Linked DNA regions of Sus scrofa: region 1 is linked to region 2. The links are chromatin contacts, called in public HiChIP or PLAC-seq maps. All regions are on one chromosome and are shown on one strand. The core of a region is the stretch at or near the end of the contact, and the rest is flanking DNA. Distances in the headings are between cores, read along the strand shown.

Evidence for each region. HiChIP or PLAC-seq counts read pairs in DNA pulled down with a chosen protein or histone mark.
Region 1: an H3K27ac HiChIP or PLAC-seq map of alveolar macrophages shows a contact between it and region 2. The contact joins two enhancer-like sites. A contact is called at or near these places in 2 of 47 Hi-C or Micro-C datasets (blood and embryonic fibroblasts) and 1 of 2 datasets of contacts at active chromatin or transcription factors (alveolar macrophages).

The regions. Positions count from the first base shown.
Region 1 is chr3:72,500,956-72,505,858 of Sscrofa11.1, reverse strand. The region is part of intron 9 of ASPRV1 (retroviral-like aspartic protease 1); the gene reads right to left. Among named protein-coding and RNA genes, the nearest start is that of MXD1, 42 kb to the left of the region's middle. Within about 2 kb of position 2,043, at least 1 of the 83 cell types and tissues checked has an H3K27ac peak or open chromatin away from gene starts, as enhancers often do. A contact at or near this core is called in alveolar macrophages, where this site is marked.
Region 2 is chr3:72,416,596-72,421,442 of Sscrofa11.1, reverse strand. It overlaps ASPRV1 (retroviral-like aspartic protease 1), which reads right to left. Exons shown (of 13, transcript XR_002342602.1): 7 at 3,304-3,438. Among named protein-coding and RNA genes, the nearest start is that of PCBP1, 39 kb to the right of the region's middle. Within about 2 kb of position 2,297, at least 3 of the 83 cell types and tissues checked have an H3K27ac peak or open chromatin away from gene starts, as enhancers often do. A contact at or near this core is called in alveolar macrophages, where this site is marked.

The DNA.
Region 1 (4,903 bases), core at 794-3,293, 85 kb before region 2:
AAAAAAAATGGAGTTCCCACCATGGCACAGCAGAAAGAAATCTGACTAGAAACCATGAGGTTGCAGGTTCAAGCCCTGGCCTCGCTCAGTGGGTTAAGGATCTAGTGTTGCCATGAGCTGTGGTGTAGGTCACAGACACGGCTCAGATCTGGCATTGCTAAGGCTGTGATGTAGGCTGGAAGCCATAGCTCAGATTAGACCCCTAGCCTGGGAACCTCCATATGCTGCAGGTAAAGCCCTAAAAAGAAGAAGAAGAAAAAAAGCAAAGACAAACCAAAAAAGGCAATTTGATAGAAAACAATTCAGTTGAGAACAAACTGGGAGGAAAAGAATTTAGCCCAAAGGACAATTTGGTCTAAAAAAATATATTTCACCTTGTTTTTCAAAAATTGGAATTTTGATATAGCATGGAAGTTCAGTGTATCTTTTTGTGCCTTTCAAGTATTTTGCTTACATTTCAGAATAGTTTCATCTCTGCTTTAAATTTCTAGTTCATATTTTAGCCAACTACTTTAATTCTGTTCACTTTTTAAAACGCAGCATGAAATGTCACACATATGAATAAAAGTACATAACATATAGCTGTGCTGCTTAGTGATTATAAACACCCATATGTACACCACCCCGTCAAGAACTAGGACACTGGCAGCACCCAGGTGCCCTGAATGGCCTTCCTGACACAGAATCCTCATGACCCTAAAGGGACAGGGCAACCCTGCTTCTGCCATAATCACATCCTTTCTTGCCTTTATAATTTTGCCTCCTGAGTACACATCTGCACACACTGTGGTTTGGTTTTGCCTGTTGGTTTTAGAAGGTTTTATAAATGGAATCACACCGTACATGTCTGTGTCTGGCTGCTTTCACTCAACAGTATGGCCGTGAGGTTTGCATGTGTCACATGCAGTACAGTCCTTTTCATTGCTGTATTGTGAGGTCTGTAACAGCAAAATGTTGGAAACAAAAGCTGAATGTCCAAAAATAGGGAATTGGCTAAATAAAGTATGGGAGTTTACAAAACAGAAAGTACTGCATAATCCCATTTTTGCTAAAAAGGAAAAATGAGAATCAGAGAAAGAGAAAGAAAGAATGAAGGAAAATACATCCATATGAATATCTATAGAGAAAGGTCTGGAAAAATGTGCCATGTTTGACCAAGGGAGGGAGAGTGGGTGCACAGATCTTCATGAAATTTCTTTACATATTTTTGGACTGACCTAATTTTCTGGTTTCCTTATAATGAGCAGTATTGCTTTTGTAAAAGAAAGGAAAAAAAAAACAAAAAGGAATTTAAACAATGTAAAAATCATCAAGCAATAATAAGCAAAATTCAGAAAAGCTTGTAGAATTTTAGTAAGTATTTTTTTAGGGGGGATGGGGTCCTCCTAGTTTATTTTTAGCCAATATGTCTCCTCTACTTGTTTGATGATTTTTGTGATTTTTTTCAGGGCCGCACCCGCGGCATATAGAAGTTCCCAGGATAGGGGTCAAATCAGAGCTACAGCTGCCGGCCTATACCACAGCAACCAGGCATCTGAGTCACATCTACAACCTACTCCACAACTCACAGAAATGCTGGATTCCCGACCCTCTGAGAGAGGCCAAGGATCGAACCCATGTCCTCATGGATACTAGTCAGATTCGTTGCCACTGAACCACAATGGAAACTCCCTGTGACCTTTTTTTCAAGAAGTGATACAAGCAATGAATGTTTCCAACCACAGTTAATGTGTTCATGGGTTTTACAAATAACTTACACACTGTTTAGTTAATGAAGACCTCTTTGTTGGACATTTCAGCTTTTCAAATTCATTTTCACCCACTTTGTGTTGGCTTGCTCTATTTATAATAGATGCAAACAACCTAAATTCATTTTTTACCAAATCTTTGTGTGTCCAAACTGCTTCAGTGGACTGAATTGAATATTCTAAAGTCAGGCAGGCTTCAACACCAACTTCAATCATTTACCATTAGAACAACACTGGGCAGACTAACCTTTCCCAATTCCAACTTCCCCATCTGTTAAATGGGGATGAAACCTACACTGCAGGGCAACAACACCTGTGAGTCATCTCAGATCCAGTCTCTCAGTCTCAGCACTGTTGTCACTTGGAGCTGGGGAATTCTGTATTGGGAGGGGCGGGGGCAGGAGGGCAACCTGTGCCCTGGAAGATGCTTTAGCAGCATTCCTGGGCTCCACCCACCAAATGCCATTTTAGCATCCTCCCACCCCCCCAAAGTTGTGACAACCAAAAATGTCTTCAGGCTTTGCCAAACGTGCTGCCTTAGAGCTGTCCTTCTTTCACATCCTATAACTGACATCCCCAACGCCTCTGTGTTACCTTGGGAAGTGGCCCCCTGGCCCACTGAGACTGCTTAGCCTCATCAGCCAGCACCTGAGCAGCACAGAATCCCACCTGACCACCTCCTTCCACGTTGCCTTATTCCCTGTCCCCCTCCACAGGCTGTGGGACAGGAAAATACAAATGTGTGCATTGCTCCTGATTCTTCTGTCTCAGGCAAATAGTCAGGGCTTTAGGGCTCTGTTACACCGCTGGGCCAAGAGCCAGTGTTACCTGTAAGACAGAAGATACTTTCCTACACCATCTTTTAAACCCATGGATGAAGATATGTCCAAGTGCCCTGGATAGGAGATGTGAGGTAGCCTTGTGGTGACAAGAGATGAGGACAGAACCAGCTGGACAGGAGATGGACAGTGGTCAGTTCTGGAGAGAACAGATACCCACACACCACTCAGCAGCCTCATTCTGAAGAAGTGACAAGACATCACAAGGAGGGGCTGCCTGGTGGCCCTAGGAAGGCAGGACCTAAGATCCCAGCTCCTTGTCTGCCATGCATGGCAGAGATAGCAGTATATGACCTAAAGGGATCCTAACTAATTAGACATAATTAGCTTTTCTTTCAGATTTTTTTTTTTTTTTTGTCTTTTCAGGGCCACACCCATAGCATATGGAATTTCCCAGGCTAGGGGTCTAATCGGAGCTGCAGTTCCCAGCCTATGCCACAGCCACAGCAACATGGGATCCGAGCCGTGTCTGCAATCTACACCACAACTCACAGCAATGCAGGATCCTTAACCCAGTGAGTAAGGATAGGGATCAAGTTGGATTTGTTTCTGCAGTACACAACAGCAACACTCTTAGAAAAAAAAAAAAATTAATGATATATCTCACACAGCTCAGTTTGTGGAGAGGATCAGACACATTACAAATGCAGATATCATCACGTCACTTCCCTGCCTTCCCATTACCGAAGGATAAAGGCCCCCGACTGCTTGCAGCAGAGGAAGCAAGTGGTTATTTTCCACATTTACTCCCAGGGCAGACATCACTAATCAATCATGGCATCTTGCTGGCTGTGTCTGAATACAATCCCAGAATCCTTTGCAGCACTTCCCACCAGGCAGCTGTGTGAACCTGAGTTGGTACATGAGATAAAGTCAAGTATTTTTTCTACTTTAGGACCCACAGCCGCCCTCACCGCCCCCCCACCTACACACACATTTTACTGCTTTTTAAATCAGGATATACCTTGGATATATATATACACCAGGATATATATTAAAAATATATTTTTTCTCCAAAATATATTATATATATAATGCACTTTTGAATTGAGCGCATCTTAGAACCAAAGAAATTCAGCATCAGTGATCCCTGGCCTTTGAAGGTTCCTCAAAGGTCTTACAGGACTTCCACACCTAGCCTGTCTGTCTCTCCGACCTCAGTCACCCTGTTATCTGGGTCCAGCCCAGCTTATCCCCTTTCCTTTTTTCACATTTCTCCCTCTACCCTGCATCATCTTGGGAAACAACTATTTGTCTTTGAAGACTCAACGTAAAGATCCCCTCTGTGAAATAAACTCAAATACCTACCGTCAATTAATCTTCAACAAAGGAGGCAAGAATATACAATGGAGAAAAGACAGTCTTCAGCAAGTGGTGTTGGGAAAGTTGGACAGCTACAATTAATCAATTAAATTAGAACATACCCTCACACCATACACAAAAACAAACTCAAAATGGTTTAAAGACAAATATAAGACAAGACATCATAAAACTCCTAGAAGAGGACATAGGCAAAACATTCTCTGACATAAATCAATACCAATGTTTCCTCAGATCAGGTTCCCAAGGCAATAGAAACAAAAGCCAAAATAAATAAATGGGACCTAATCAAACTTACAAGCTTTTGTACAGCAAAAGAAACCATAAACAAAACAAGAAGACAACCTGCAGAATGGAAGAAAATGTTTGCAAATGATGTGACCGAAAAGAGCTTAGTTTCCAAAACATAAAACAACACATACAACTCAATAACAAAAAAAAATCTAATTTAAAAATGGGCAGAATACCTAAACAGACATTTCTCCAAAGAAGACATATAGATAGCCAATAGGCACAAATGCTCAATATCGCTAATTATTAGAGAAATGCAAGTCAAAAATACAATGAAGTGCTGGGAGTTCCCATCATGGTTCAGTGGTTAATGAACCTGACTAGTATCCATGAGGATGTGGGTTTGATCCCTGGCCTCGTTTAGTGGGTTAAGGATCCAGCGTTGCTGTGAGCTGTGGTGTAGGTCACAGATATGGTTCAGATCCCTTGTTGCTGTGGCTGTGGTGTAGGCTGGTAGCTACAGCTCTGATTTGACCCCTAATCTGGGAACCTCCATATGCCATGGGTATGGCCCTAAAAAGACAACAACAACAACAAAAAACTAGAATGAGGTACTACCTCACATCAGTCAGAATAGACATAATTAAGAACTCTACAAATAACAAATGCTGGAAAGGGTGTGGGGAAAACCCTCCTACACTGTTGGTGGGAATGTAAATTGGTGTGGCCGCTATGCAAAACAGTATGGAGGTTCCTCAAAAAACT
Region 2 (4,847 bases), core at 1,048-3,547:
AAAAAATTATTATAGTTTGGACAGCCTATGAGCTGTAAGAAGAGGTATTTCATTGAAAAGTAGAAAATTTATGTCATACCCATTCCATAAGAATGAGCTCCGTGCCACTTGGCATTGATGCTCATATGGTAAATCGAAATCCTGAACTAGCAGTGAGATTTGAGACTAATGCTGAGATGAATAGTCCCAGAATGGGAGATGGGGTGCTCAAAATTGCTTGAGAAATCCTGGAAGAGGTCAAACCTGGATAAAGAAGCCTCAGAGAAGTCCTTCTTCCATGGATCCAGAAGCTGATGATGTCTGTGGCCATGATGGCATCACCCTATTCATCATTTCCTGTTTCAAGTGGAGGAAAAGGGAAGAGGATCTAAACATGGGAGTAAGAATGGAGAATCCCTACCTCCTTCCCTACCTTGAGCTCCACTCCAGATCAGGGCTGGCCTTATGCAGACACCCAGTAAGTAAACACATGGTCTGACTCCAGCAGAGAGATGTAAATAGCCAAGTGCTCAGTGGGCATCTGTTGAATAAAGGGCAGCAGGAGAGATTTCCTACCCCCTAAGAATTTTTTTCACTGTCACATTATCTTCACCTGAAACTTCTCCATTTGATGACCATTCCTTTGAGATAAAGCCTTGTGTGCTTCTCAAAACTGTGTTCCACCAAACACCATATTGTGAGATTTTAATAAATACTTCTTCAGCCAAAAAAAAAAAATGATTCTCCAGTTAAGTAAGTCTAGAAAATGTTACATTCTCTATCTCCCTTTTAGAGCTTTATAAATGTATATTAAAAGCTCTTTTTGAGGCAAAGGCAGTTGGAGAGCTAACATGAAATTCAGGATAAGGGCTTGACTAAGCCTAAGAGCCTTGTTCCAGAAGCATAGCTAGACAGACAAGCAAAACATCCAATTAGCGCAAAGAGTAGTAGGCAGAGTTCAGGGTGGTCAACACTGGAAGGTCAGCACATGCGCAAGACTCTACCTACTGAAGCCTGGCTGTAAGAAAAGGCTCTAGTATCGGAGAAGGTACCTGGCCTGAAAGGGGCCGGAAAGCAAAGGTCACAGCCCCTTATAAGGGGCTGACCTCAGGGTTATAGTTCTGTACAGAGTTAGGGGGTTCAGACAGGACAATTGGACAGAGCTTGAGCCCCTCAGGGAAAAGCCAAAATAAAGGTGAGATGGAGGAGATGCAGAGACTAATGGACAGAGTTTTTACCCAGGGCGGTGCCCAGGAGGAGTCCCTCCCTCCCGGGGGCACAGGCTCCAAAGTCCTGGTGATTAACAGATCCAGCTACATCACTACATTTTGTGTATGAGGCTGATTTAGCTGGAGAGAGGAGGGGGTACAGTACATCCAGAAATTTCCCAGAATTCCTTTGTAACTCAAGAGGTAAAGTTCCAGCACTGTCACTACTATGGCTTAAGTCACTATGACACAGGTTCAATCCCTGGCTCTGGAACTTTCACATGCTGCGGGTACAGTCACAAAACAAAAAAAAAACAGAAACCTCCAAAGAACTGTGCTGATTCCAGTAAGGAAGGAGGTCCAGACTCTGTCAAACTTTTGAAGGTGAAGGGTGGAGACCAAGTGCTCAGGTAATCCTCTAGGGAAATATGCTAGAATAAGTAAGAACATCAGAGGCCTGAATGAATCTAAAAGCCTGATCCAAAAGAAAATGCTTTGGACTTAGGGTAGAAATGTGGACAGAACAGAAGGTGAAGCCTAAGGGTTATGGGTACCCATTAACACAACTTTGAGGAGCTGGGAAAGGCACTGAGATTTGAGTTGTCTCTATTAAAGACTCCCTGGGGGAGGAAAAGATGTGAGAATTCAGATCACAAAAGCAGTTTGAGGGCACTGGTAAATGAAAGATGAACAGTCAACCAGGAATGAACTCAATCCAAAAAAGTTGAAGATCTGACTCACAGGTCAGATCTGATCTCACAGGCCAGCTGCCTGCTGGCACCTCTGGCTTAGTTATTGTGGCTCCATAAAGTTAGCGAACAAGAGGGAACTACACCTTTGTATAGATACCCCAAGGGCTTTGTCACTGCATTGGACGTGGTTTTACTTTCCGGTAAAGCCCTCCTCAGCATAGCTCATTGGGAAATCAAGACCAGAAGTTGCCCATGACCAGTGGCCCCTGAGGAAGTACCCTGCCCATGTTGTCATCAGTGGCCTTTTTTGCGCCACTATTCTACATCATTTCTGGGAAGCTGCCTCCTGCTTCCTAAGATCTGTGACGGTCTTGTCTGAGAATATCACAGCAAACCACACTCCAAGGTCCTACACTCCTTATTACATTCTGCCTGTCAGCTATTCTCCAGACAACACCATGACTGCATATCCATCACACTAGTAGGAAATCTCTCTCCTCAGCGTCCCCTCCCCTTTTTGCTATTTTTAGGGCCATACCCAAGGCATATAGAGGTTCCCAGACTAGGAGTTGAATCAGAGCTACAGCTGCTGGCCTACACCAGAGCCACAGCAACACCAGATCCGAGCCTCGTCTGTGACCTACACCAAAGCTCACGGCAACACCGGATCCTTAACCCACTGAGTGAGGCCAGGGATCGAACCCACAATTTCATGGTTCCTAGTTGAATTCGTTCTACTATACCACAATGGGAACTCCTCAGCACCCTCTCTTGAGTTCAAGAGCCTCCATCCCCACCACTCTCAGCTCCTTATCTTTCCTCAGGCAAAACTGTGAAGAAAACAAAGTGTTTCTTTAGGGGCTCAACTTTTCTTTTCAGGCCCTTTATCTCAAATTCAATGGTGTCTCCTTCCTATCCCTATGACTAGAGGCACAATGCTTTCTCCTCTCTGTCCCTGCCTTAGTCTAGTTCTCAGAAATCAATCTCATAAATTCATTTATACTTCTACTCACATGAGCAAAATGCTTCACAATCAAACTCTTTCCTGGAGTCTTCAATTTTCATAGGGTCTCAAAAGACTTAAATCAAGGGAAAAAATTTTCAGTTGTGGAATTCCAAGCAACAGCAAATGGTTAATGCAAATCTTTGAGGGCAGGACATATTCTTTGTGCCCCCTGAAATTATACCACTTGATAGACCAGGCCTGTCTCTTCTTATTTCATCACCTAACATCCTTAAGCAGTCTCCTCTCTCAGCCCAGAGGCCAGGCTCTCTTGGATATGGGTCAACACCACCATCTGGTCTTCCATGGAAAGGCAAAAGAGAGATACCTCTTGTTTACTCAGTAATAACTCACTGTAACAGTCACATAACAGGTGCCAATAGCTCCCAGTACATGCAGTAAGGCCACACTGCACTCTTACCTCTGTCCCCATCACAGCTTACTCCCCTGGAGAACATCAACAGATTTTATTTGGATAATAGGATTAGGCATCTTAAACAGTACATCAGAGTTACCAATGGTGTTCTCACATTGTGGGTTACACTGCTATGAATACCTAGAAGCAAAGAACAAAGGCTTTTATTAAACCTCCTCTATAGTCAACTGGTATCTTCCCTACATATGTTGTTGCAGTGTCTCTATACATAAAACCTAGAATTCTACAAAAAGGATGCTGTGGCTAAACACATCTCAACAAACAAAACTGTAAGGTAGAGAAAGATGGCAGTTCCCCATTTTTTCTTCTTTCCTGACCCTCCTTTCCAAAATCTTGTCAGAGACAGAAGAGCTCTACGGAAACAGCATGAATTGTGGAACTGGACAGACCTGAGGAGAAATAAATCCTAACTCAGCCTTTTATTAGCTGTCTGACCTTGGACAAGTTACATAGCTTCTTTGACTTTCAGCTTGCCCCAGCACAAAAATGGAGATGATACTTTATTGATTTGTATTATGATAATTAAATAAGAAAATACACAAAAATATCTGTATATATGCCTGGTTCTCCAGAGATGTAAGTTTTTTCTTCCCAATCTAGCTCAGCATGTCCCTGGTGCCCTTATGTTACTCTCTGGCTATCCAAGGTGTGTGCCCCACACAAACTATCCTTTCCTTTTCCTAAGCTTATCAAAGTACTCATCCTTTAGAAGAGCTGATATAATCACACTGATAAAAGGAAAGCAATTCTGATAAAATGAACTCAAGTAAAAAGTGGATGATATTGCTGGGATCGTGTTATTAACTCTGTGGGAGCTGTTTCTCTATTTAAAAAAAAAAAAAGGCATGAAAATTCAAATGAAAGGAAAGACATCTGGAGTTCCCATCGTGGCTCAGTGGTTAACAAATCCAACTAGGAACCATGAGGTGGTGGGTTCGATCCTGGCCTCACTCAGTGGGTTAAGGATCCGGCATTGCCATGAGCTGTGGTGTAGGTCACAGATGTGGCTCGGATCCCACGTTGCTGTGGCTGTGGCTGTGGCATAGGCCTGAGGCTACAGCTCTGATTTGACCCCTAGCCTGGGAACCTCCATATGCCGCGGGTGCAGCCCTAGAAAGACAAAACACAAAAAAAAAGAAAGAAAGAAAAGAAAGAAAGGACCTCTAATGATAAGATACTCCAAGAGCAGAGGGGACCAGTAGGTTGGCCTCTTTTCCTACAAGCACAGACTCTGCGCTGAAGAGGAGACACCATCAGAGCTACAGGATATCATCTCAGATTGCTGACTATCACACCTCAGATCAGCAAGTCCAGAATAGAACTTGGGAGCCTTGGGCTACCCCTTCTGCTCTGGCCAGCACACATCACTTCCTAAGCCAAGAAGTTATGGTGGTGCTTTTTTTCCTTACAGGTTTCCAACACTATTTTAAACTCTTTGGAATGGAGCAACAACAGGATTTGATTATAGTCATAGCCTTGGAATAGCCTATTGGAGGTCTGGGCTCTGCTTCCAGAATCACACCTTCCTT